Linked DNA regions of Ovis aries: region 2 is linked to region 1. Evidence: chromatin contacts called from public Hi-C data. All regions are on one chromosome and are shown on one strand. Each heading gives the region's core, a stretch centred on a gene start, on an enhancer-like site or on the middle of the called end of the contact. The rest is flanking DNA. Distances are from core to core; before and after follow the strand shown.

Region 1 (4,532 bases), core at 1,254-3,753:
AAAGAGTTTCAGTGAGGGTTATTAACATTGTAAAGTGACAGGAATTTAAAAAAACTGGCAGGCATTGATGGCATACTGTACTACTGAACAAATAGATATTTTAAAATACTATGTATTTTCTATCTGTAGATAGTGTTGAGATATATTGTCAATCTATTGGCTCAATTGTCAATCTATATGTTCAAAGAATCACCTGTTTCTCCAGACTCAACTGTTTTATAAATATAAGGAAATATAATCTTCTTTCACTGAAACTCAGCCTGCTATCTTCCCTGTTGCAATGTCAGTTTCTTCATTTGTAAGATGAAGGAATCAGACCTATTTATATCTATGATCACTTCTAGTTCTATATTTGCTAGTTTTATGATTCTAAACATCAGCACTGTATATTGAGGGATAGCAAAGTAGGCAAAGAACAAGGAACAAAACTTCATTAAGGTACTAACTACACAGTAAAATTGAAGGTGAATAATTCTGCCTTGAGTTGTCATACAGAAACACTTCACCTACTAAATATCATTAATAATATGAAGGAAAGGTTGAATATTAATGTCATATGTGATAAGATTAAGGTTAAAATCAAGATTAAGAATATAATAATGAATTGAGAAATGAAAGAATTATAAACGTCTATTGAACTAATATGCAATATTCTTTGACAAAAGGAAATTTCTTATACAGTTTTACTCAAAAACAACAACTTGGAGAGACCTTGGAGTTTTTACTTTTATTTTCAAGAAGTCAAATCATAATACTAAAAAAGTGTTTAACATAGTTCATAGCGCTGACCTCTACTGGATAATCCTAAGAATATCTTATTCATTTTTTAAAAAATAAGACATTAACATTTAATATAGATATTGCAATTAATTAATGCTAACTATGTTTCACATCCTTTATTTGCATTGACTCATGTAATTCAACCATCAACTATAAGGTAAGTGCTATTAGAACACAGAACCATAGGGATAGCTATCAGTAATGCTAGACTATCAGTGGGTATCCCCATTTTTTCAGTCTGCAAAGTTGACACAGTGCAGCACGGTGTTTCAATAAATAATATGACTCATAGAAAATGATTACATTTTTGTATTCTTCTTAACAGTAACTACATGAATAATTTATTCTTCTATACATGAAAGTAAAAACAGAAGAAATGAAATTGGGAGGTGTACACTTTTTTTCTCACTATAAGCTTGAAGTGCTTAGTCGCTCATTCATGTAGGACTCTTTGCAACCCCATGGACTCTAGCCAGCCAGGCTCCCCTGTCCATGGAGATTCTCCAGGCAAGAATATTGGAGTGGGTTGCCATGCATTCTTCCAGGGGATCTTCCCAACCCAGAGATCAAACCTATGAGGTTCGATCGACCCTACGTCTCCTGCATTCCAGGTGAATTCTTCACCATCTGAGCACCAGGGAAGCCCATAAGCTCGAGGATATACCCATAAATTATTAGACACATAAAATCCAATAAGCAATGTGAATGAAATTGTTTGAAGTGACATAACAAGCTTTTTAACAAGCAAATTCTTGTAGAATAGTGAACACTAAAACGGGCAAAACAGATGTGTATCATAGTCCTGGAGCTGCCACCATCAAATTGTATCATCTTGGACAAGTTACTTAACTAATAGGGGCACCAATTTTAATTTTTCCTAAAATAGGGGTGATTTAGATCTCAAAGTTCCTTCTATTAACAGCAGTCAGTGGTAAGCTACCTATGAAGTCAAGCAATGATTTGTTTCATTTATTATGTACCAGTTACTAATCTAAGTGAGTGGTAGACTCACAACTTTAACTAAACTACAGCAACTATCTGAGCTGCTCTGTAGTTATCTAACTGCAGCTTCAATTTAATAAGGCACTATGTTGAACACTGAGGGATGTGCAATTTTCATTTCTGCTCAAGATTTAGATCAAAATATATCTTTGCAGTAATCTGATAATATAAAAAATCAGAAGTGCATAAATACAAGGACTTAATCTTCTAGACCCTCTCCTATAATTTTTGACCACCATTTAAAATCTCAGCCTGCTACCCTTGACTTCTAGTATTGCCAAGTACAAAAAAACTTTCTGGATATAGTATCTGAGCTGAGTAAGAGGCTTGAGAAAGGCAGAGGGAGGGGCAGAAGTAGTATAATTCAGTAAGACATTTCTCAGGCTTCTCATTATTTTTTTAGTTATATTAGTTTCAGGAACTATTTTAACACAAGACTATGAATAGAAATCATGTGTGGCAGGCTGATATTGTAAGCAAAAAACAAAAAATCAGGGGAACAATGGAATAATAGGTCTTAGTGTTTAAGCATTTCTACCACTAGAAATACTTGACAAGAATACCACTTTCTCTGTGTTTTGGAAATTGTTTGAAGGTAAAACCAGATAGCTGAAACCCAGGTTCTATATTTTGGGCATTCAGAGGTCATTTGCAAAGGAGAGCCCAGGTCAAGAGCAAGCCCCTTAGGCCTACTCCAGAAATTTCACTAGAGGGTGCTCTTGGGCTTTTATGAGTTGTCAATTCTCCAGTAAGAAAACCAAGTGTCACTTAGAAAACACATTCTGCCTTCGCATACTTGGGCTTCATCATGGAACCCATATCCAACACTTCCATATAGATGTAAGGATATCTCAAGTAGACTTGAGCCTTGTTCTTATTTTCCTTTGCAATTGCCTTGTTTCTACTGGTAGAACACTTGTAGGCTTCATAAATGTAGGGCCCACAAGAGGTCTCCAGAAGTCTACATTCTAGTTAGATAACTACAGAAACTTCCTGAGATGTCAGCAAAGTTAAATGGGGTTAACTGATGGAGCTATTTTTGCAAATAGGTTTTAATCTTTGGTTAGAGATTGGTAGGTTCATAATTTGTATACCTACTGAAAGGATTTTAATTATTCTGTAGGACCTATAGATATAATTTTACTGTCACATAGAACAATATGAAGCAGTTATTTATATTTATTATTCATATTTATAATGAAATCCAATATCGAGCCCTGAATAAGTACTCAATAAATATTCCTTGATCCCTTACTGCATAGAGAAATTTCTGTAGTATGTTTCCGATAGAATGACATGATTAAATCTTAATCTCTACTCCATATGTTAGAATTTGTTTCTGTAACTCTGAGTTTATACTAAATGACTTATTCTAGTTATTTCTAATCATAGCTGCTTTCTATATGTTTCCTGTTTTGTGATGTACTCAAGAGAAAATGGGACAGGGAGATTGCTTTGTTATGTGGTTAACTATTAATTTTTTTTTTACTAGAAAGATTGAGTAGGTTGCTTGTTTATACATTAAGAAATTGGCAATGATGTATAACCACACGTAGTAATGTTCTTCTTCAGAATAAAAATGAAAGACTAAGTAAAGTTCTTCTTCACCTTCATAATATAAAATTTCTTCTCAGCCCCTGATGGCCACCTGTCATTATGCCTGTTATCACGTTGACCTTCTCATCACATTCTGCAAATCTTAATGACTTTAGCATCTTTAGGATTGATAGGATAATTATGAAGATTATTATGGGATATTCAGGTTTTGTCTGCATTTCCAGTTTGGTTAAATTGAAGTTTCATTATTACATGACTGAATTAAGCTTTCAAGTTTCTCTCAAAAATCACTCTGAAGTTTCTGACAAATAAGAAATTCAGGGCTAAATAGTAGTCCTTTATGGTGTATACATTTGTACAAAAATGTGTTTTAAAACTTTTGTTTGATAAAAGACAAGCCAGTTTCACTTGCGAAGTCTGTCCTTTCATCACCCTGCATAGAACGTAAGAAGCATGAAAAGTTGAGAAATTCTGAAGTGGATTCAGAGCTCTTATGGTCACCTGAGCTCTTGAGGGGCTCTCTTTGAGAAGGACCAAAGAGTTTAAGCATACACTTCTGAGGCATGTTATCCCCCATTCAGCTTGCAGAGCAGAGTCGCTAGCATATATTCCGAGTGTATTTTATCCAAGCTGTTGCAAATAAGCTTAAAGCACTCTATAAAGAATTGGCAAAATTCCCATGGATAGTGTGAAAATAAAGAAAATCAATGAAAAGATATAATTATTTTAGCCCTATATGTAATTAATTGTGGGTAAGGTCATTTTCTCTCAAACACAGGTCAGTGTTTGCTGGCTCACGGGAGGAACAACCATTTGGTCTAAGTTTTCTCATGTTCATACTCATTTACATGTCATAGCAAAATGCAATGTCTTTTAAATCATCATATCAGCAAAAGATAGTTCAAGCTGAGGCAGAGTGACAAGTATTGTTGATTGGGAATAAGAAAACTTCTTAACTATTAAGTGTTCCTTCTCTAATTTCCTGTTCTTTCTACTGGAAAGAAACAAAATAGTTTTACCTCATTTTATGAATCAGGTGCAATATTTTTTTTTATCTAGAAGTTATATAGGAGATCTAAGTCTGAAGTTGTTATGTTCCAATTAGGACACAGAAAAAAATTATTAGCTTCCTATCCCCTGCCTTGCAGTTAGTACATGGCAGGTCTTATCCAAGGTTCCTAATTCAGTGTTCT
Region 2 (4,532 bases), core at 757-3,256, 270 kb after region 1:
TACTCACTTGGAAGTCAGTAGCTAACTTTCCCTAAGTTAAAGCAATTATATAAGGGGTACATTGATTAACTGAACTACAGAATACCCTAAACTGAAGGTTCAACTGAGTGTCAAAAGATTCCAGAAAGGCAAGTTCCATGTCCTCAAGCTGATTATTTTCAAGCAAACTGTAGAATCACCAAAAAAGCTTGATCCTAGAGAAGAGGTTATGAAGCCAAAGTCAAGCATAATTTTTCCACAGTTTAGTGTGGAAATAGCACGCCACTTATTCATTATTACAGCTGAACAGCTAGAGTGGCAGAAAAGCCCTTTTTTCTTATAGGCCCTTGAATGTTGTTTCTAACATCTGCTGTAGTGGTTACACATACATGATAGTAATAATAGATGGCATTATTTCTTCCCACAGCCTACATTGAAATTAGAAGTAATAGAGCTCAAAGAATCTATTTTGATACATTAAACATAACTGACATTAATGTTACTTGATAATTAAATATATAATATCTATGTTACAGGAAAATACATGAATTTAGACTTTCTCTAGGAATTCTAGGATACAGATATTGCCCTTGGGTTTTCGGTAAAGAATTGAAAGGATTTTGCTAGTTATTTGCCATTGGTTATAATCCCTGAGGATTCTACAAAATGCTAGAAATTACATAAGCAATGGACATGCATGAAAGACTGGTTTACAAGAAAACTGCAAAATTCACCAAGTTTTTGCCAAATAAACTAGGAATTGCATATGTAATCTGAAAGTCTGGAGCAAAGAATCAAATGGCCAATGCTGACTCTAGAAACATTATAAATAATACCCAGTGTTGCATAAGCTAACCAAAATGGCTTATACAACATGAAAAAAAAATCATACAAAAGGGTTGATTTCTAATTGAATAATAACTCTTAGATGTACAAACTTGCACAACTGCTAGTGTTTATTGCCCTTGATGTGGGGTGAACTATTACTATGTAAGCAGTATATGATTTCTATATGCTTGTGATAGTTACATGGCCATATAAATGAAAATATTTAAGTTTTCTTTTCAGTGCTACACAACTTTTCATGCTAATTACATTCTCACTGGCTAAGGACCTTAAGGTGAAGTACTAGCTTATTCCTTTGTAGAAGTTTAATAAAGTACATTTTCCACTGAAAAATGTAGTTTGCTAAAATGTTTCTAAAGTGGCCTCCAAGACAAGTCAGCTCTAATATCTATTATCAAGTTTTAGACTTAAAAGAGGCCACCCTTGGGACTGAAGAAGGCTGGAACTAGTGGCATTCAAAGAATGTCAACATCAGTGCTTCCTTTGCCAGAAAGGATCACTAGTTAGCAGTATCAGCCAGATGCTGCCTCTACACACCTTGCCAGACCCTGGGGCAATGCATTTGCTCAGGGTCTGAACTTGGCTCCTCTGTGGCAGCAGGACTAGCCGCTACTCAAGCTTGGGTAAGTTCATGAACACAGCCACTGATAATTTCTATATTTATAGAAAGCCAGAACATGTGTAGATAATCACACAATTGGATATTTATGAAGTGCCAGATTTTATGAATACGGGAATTTGTTTATTAGCACAAGGACTAATCATTAAAATTCAAAAATAGATAAATAAACAGGAATACCATTTATTTGTTCACATTTCAGGGAAAAATATGCAGCTGCTATTTCTTTGATGAATGTAGGCTTCTGGAGAAAAAAATGTGAAGAAGAAAAGTATCCAAAAGTCTTGAAATCTTAATGAGTACAATCCAAGAAATCACTATATAGTCTTTATATTAAAAATGACCATAGTGATTCTCCCCTTAAGTTAGAAAAAAGTTTAAACTAACATGTGCTTAGCATTTGAGTTACGTTGCCTTGCATTCCACTATTTTGGTCCTTTTCAAGGAGTCAAAACTGATTTTCATCAGATAGGAGTTAAAAAGCACATAACACGTCACTCAATACCAAATTGTTTTAGCTACAGGGCATGGCAAAGCATGAAATAACTGCTTTAGAACACTTCCTCATGTGGGTGTGTTAGATAACTGTCTGCTCCAACATTAAAACGAAACATACTGTGACCTGACCAAGACTTCGGGCTTTCAACAGGCAGATTTCATGTGCTGATAGGAAAAGCCCACCATAACAAGTAAGGCTAGTTAATAAATTCTTCTGGCACTCTATAGCCCTCCTGTGATGCAAGCCTTTCAGCTTTCCAAATCCCTATATAGCAGAATACACTGGTTTTAAGTTTACTTATGCACATTTTATAATGTCCTGCCGTATTTAGATTGTGACAGTCCCTCCAAGAAAAGGCTGTGATTATTTTTCATGCTAAAAATATTTTAGATCTACTGAAGGCTCAGAATTATAATGCAAAAGAAAATATATACACATTCTAAAACTCAAACCAACCATAAAAATGACTAAATGTTTACTGTTACTCTTTCTAGAAGGTTAAAGGAAATTTTCATCTTCTCTTAAAAACCTATTTTTTTTGGTTTGCTTCTAATTAACCTAAATATGCTTAACACAAAATTTTAAGATGTCATATCCTCAAAGAATCTGTTTCCTTTATCCACACATGTATGAGAACATAGATATATACGCATGTGCACACAGGTATCTGTTCATATACATGTGTACAGAAAAAGAGAATTATTAGTCAAGAGATATAGTAAAGATTTATTTTTAAAAGATTTGAATTTTAGGTAGTTCTCATAATATTAATATAGAAAATGACAGGTGCATCAGACATGCACACTTTGACACTAGTTTTTAAACAAATGTTTAGGTCAAAAGTCTCAAATGGAAAAAAAAAATCACATTTGAAACACCATATATTGCATACCATATGAACATACACTTTCAGTAGGTTCCCTCAAAGTTCCCCTTTAGACCTTCAGGGTTAAAAAAAATCCCTGACAGGACTTGACTGAGTGTCTTTAGCATCTGTACTACTCTTGGTCAAAGCTGGCCTTCCAGCTTAAAAGACACTTTTTATAATACAAGCAAATTAAAAGTCTCTGAACAAATTTTTTAAAAGAAAGGGGAAAAAACCTTTTAGTATCAAAAGTTCACCATCTTCTTAGAATAATGGATTTTTAATAAACATTTTACTAGGTTTGAACATCGAGAATGTGTTTGGGAATCTGCTCCAGCATCCCAGGTGGGTTAAGAATATTGCTTTATGGACTTCTTTGTGTAGTCAGAGAGGCCCAATGGAATTAAAAAAAAAAAAAAGTGTCACTTCTATTAAATAAATACTTTATTATGAAAAAGGTGATTATTACTATCAAAGATCTCTATAGATTAGCATCCATTTTCTATCACTGCTATGTGTATGCTGAAAATATTTGTGTATCTTACCACCTGACTTAATTTTTGTCAAAGGAGTAACAGTTTTACTTTCAGACAAACCCAAATAAAATTCCACTAAGGAGACCATTTCAAATGGACCTATTTAACTACTTCTTTGAATCAAAGAACACTGTTCTGGGAAAACTCTTCAACAATGTCAGCTAGTTGTGAAGGCAACTTTTCCCACCATAAAAAAGAAAAATAAATAATAAAGGAAAAAGAAAGCACCTCAAAACTATGCTTGAACTAACAAATATATTATTTATAGTTCCCGAAATGTTAAATGAATACTTACAGTTGTTGCACAAGATGGCCTGATACACTTCATAGCTTCCACTTTGTGAAAAGATGGCCAGCCCCCGACTCCTCCCTCCCCAAGCATAATAAACAGTAACATACTAAAAGGAAACTGTCCCAAGATAAAAACTTGTTAAGAAAGTTTGCATTCTTACTAACCACAGTGATAGCCCTATAAATGTAAAAGTTCATCTGCAAAATAAAAGTTACAAAACAGAATAACTTATTCCTTTCAAAATACATCCCCAGATGTAATATAGAGGAGTATGTAATAATAAAAATAATTACTAGATTTTTACCCACCCTTAGTGACAACCTTTCACCTTACGGCCAATGCCATCAAATAAATATACTGGCAAAAGGTATTTAAACTGCTTCAAGGATTTAAACTGTAAATATGGACTTTAAACTTCAATGTAAAACAAAGAACAAGAGTCTCACTTTAGTAATACCCACGCTGTCACTGCAGCTAAAACTCATTGGCACATAACTAACAAAACCCAGTTTGCAATAAATAAGGACACCATGATATATAGACAGATAGATGGAATTGCATAAACAGACCAGAAAAGCAAAGAGACTGACAAACATACGGAGGGGTCTGTTTTAAAAGAGTGAAAGATACTGATTTATTTGGAACTTTAGTGACAAAAATAGGTTTGTTTGTAATTATTTTTAAAGTAATTAAACTAAATCACAAGGGCACACCCTTAATAAGTAGGAAGAAAATTAGTAGAGGAGAGGCCTCCTAGAGATATTCCAAATTTTAAGCTAGCAATAGCTCTGTCAAACTTAAACCTGGAAATTAAAATTCAAGGGAGAAAGAATAAAAGCATGGGGGCTAAAGGAGATGATAGGTAGAGGGGGGATTGAGGGAGCAGGATTTTTTTT

Evidence for each region. A called contact is a pair of places that touch in the nucleus more often than the background predicts.
Region 2: a Hi-C map of hypothalamus shows a contact between it and region 1, with 4 times the contacts expected there. The contact joins two enhancer-like sites. A contact is called at or near these places in 6 of 16 Hi-C or Micro-C datasets (hypothalamus, liver, muscle and 2 more).

What each region holds. Positions count from the first base shown.
Region 1 is chr1:180,441,463-180,445,994 of ARS-UI_Ramb_v3.0, forward strand. All of the region lies in intron 4 of ZBTB20 (zinc finger and BTB domain containing 20), which reads right to left. Among named protein-coding and RNA genes, the nearest start is that of ZBTB20, 310 kb to the right of the region's middle. Within about 2 kb of position 2,504, at least 8 of the 54 cell types and tissues checked have an H3K27ac peak or open chromatin away from gene starts, as enhancers often do. A contact at or near this core is called in hypothalamus, where this site is marked.
Region 2 is chr1:180,707,940-180,712,471 of ARS-UI_Ramb_v3.0, forward strand. All of the region lies in intron 1 of ZBTB20 (zinc finger and BTB domain containing 20), which reads right to left. LOC132660066 (a long non-coding RNA gene) reads left to right here. Exons shown (of 3, transcript XR_009601262.1): 1 at 1-1,448. Among named protein-coding and RNA genes, the nearest start is that of ZBTB20, 48 kb to the right of the region's middle. Within about 2 kb of position 2,007, at least 5 of the 54 cell types and tissues checked have an H3K27ac peak or open chromatin away from gene starts, as enhancers often do. A contact at or near this core is called in hypothalamus, where this site is marked.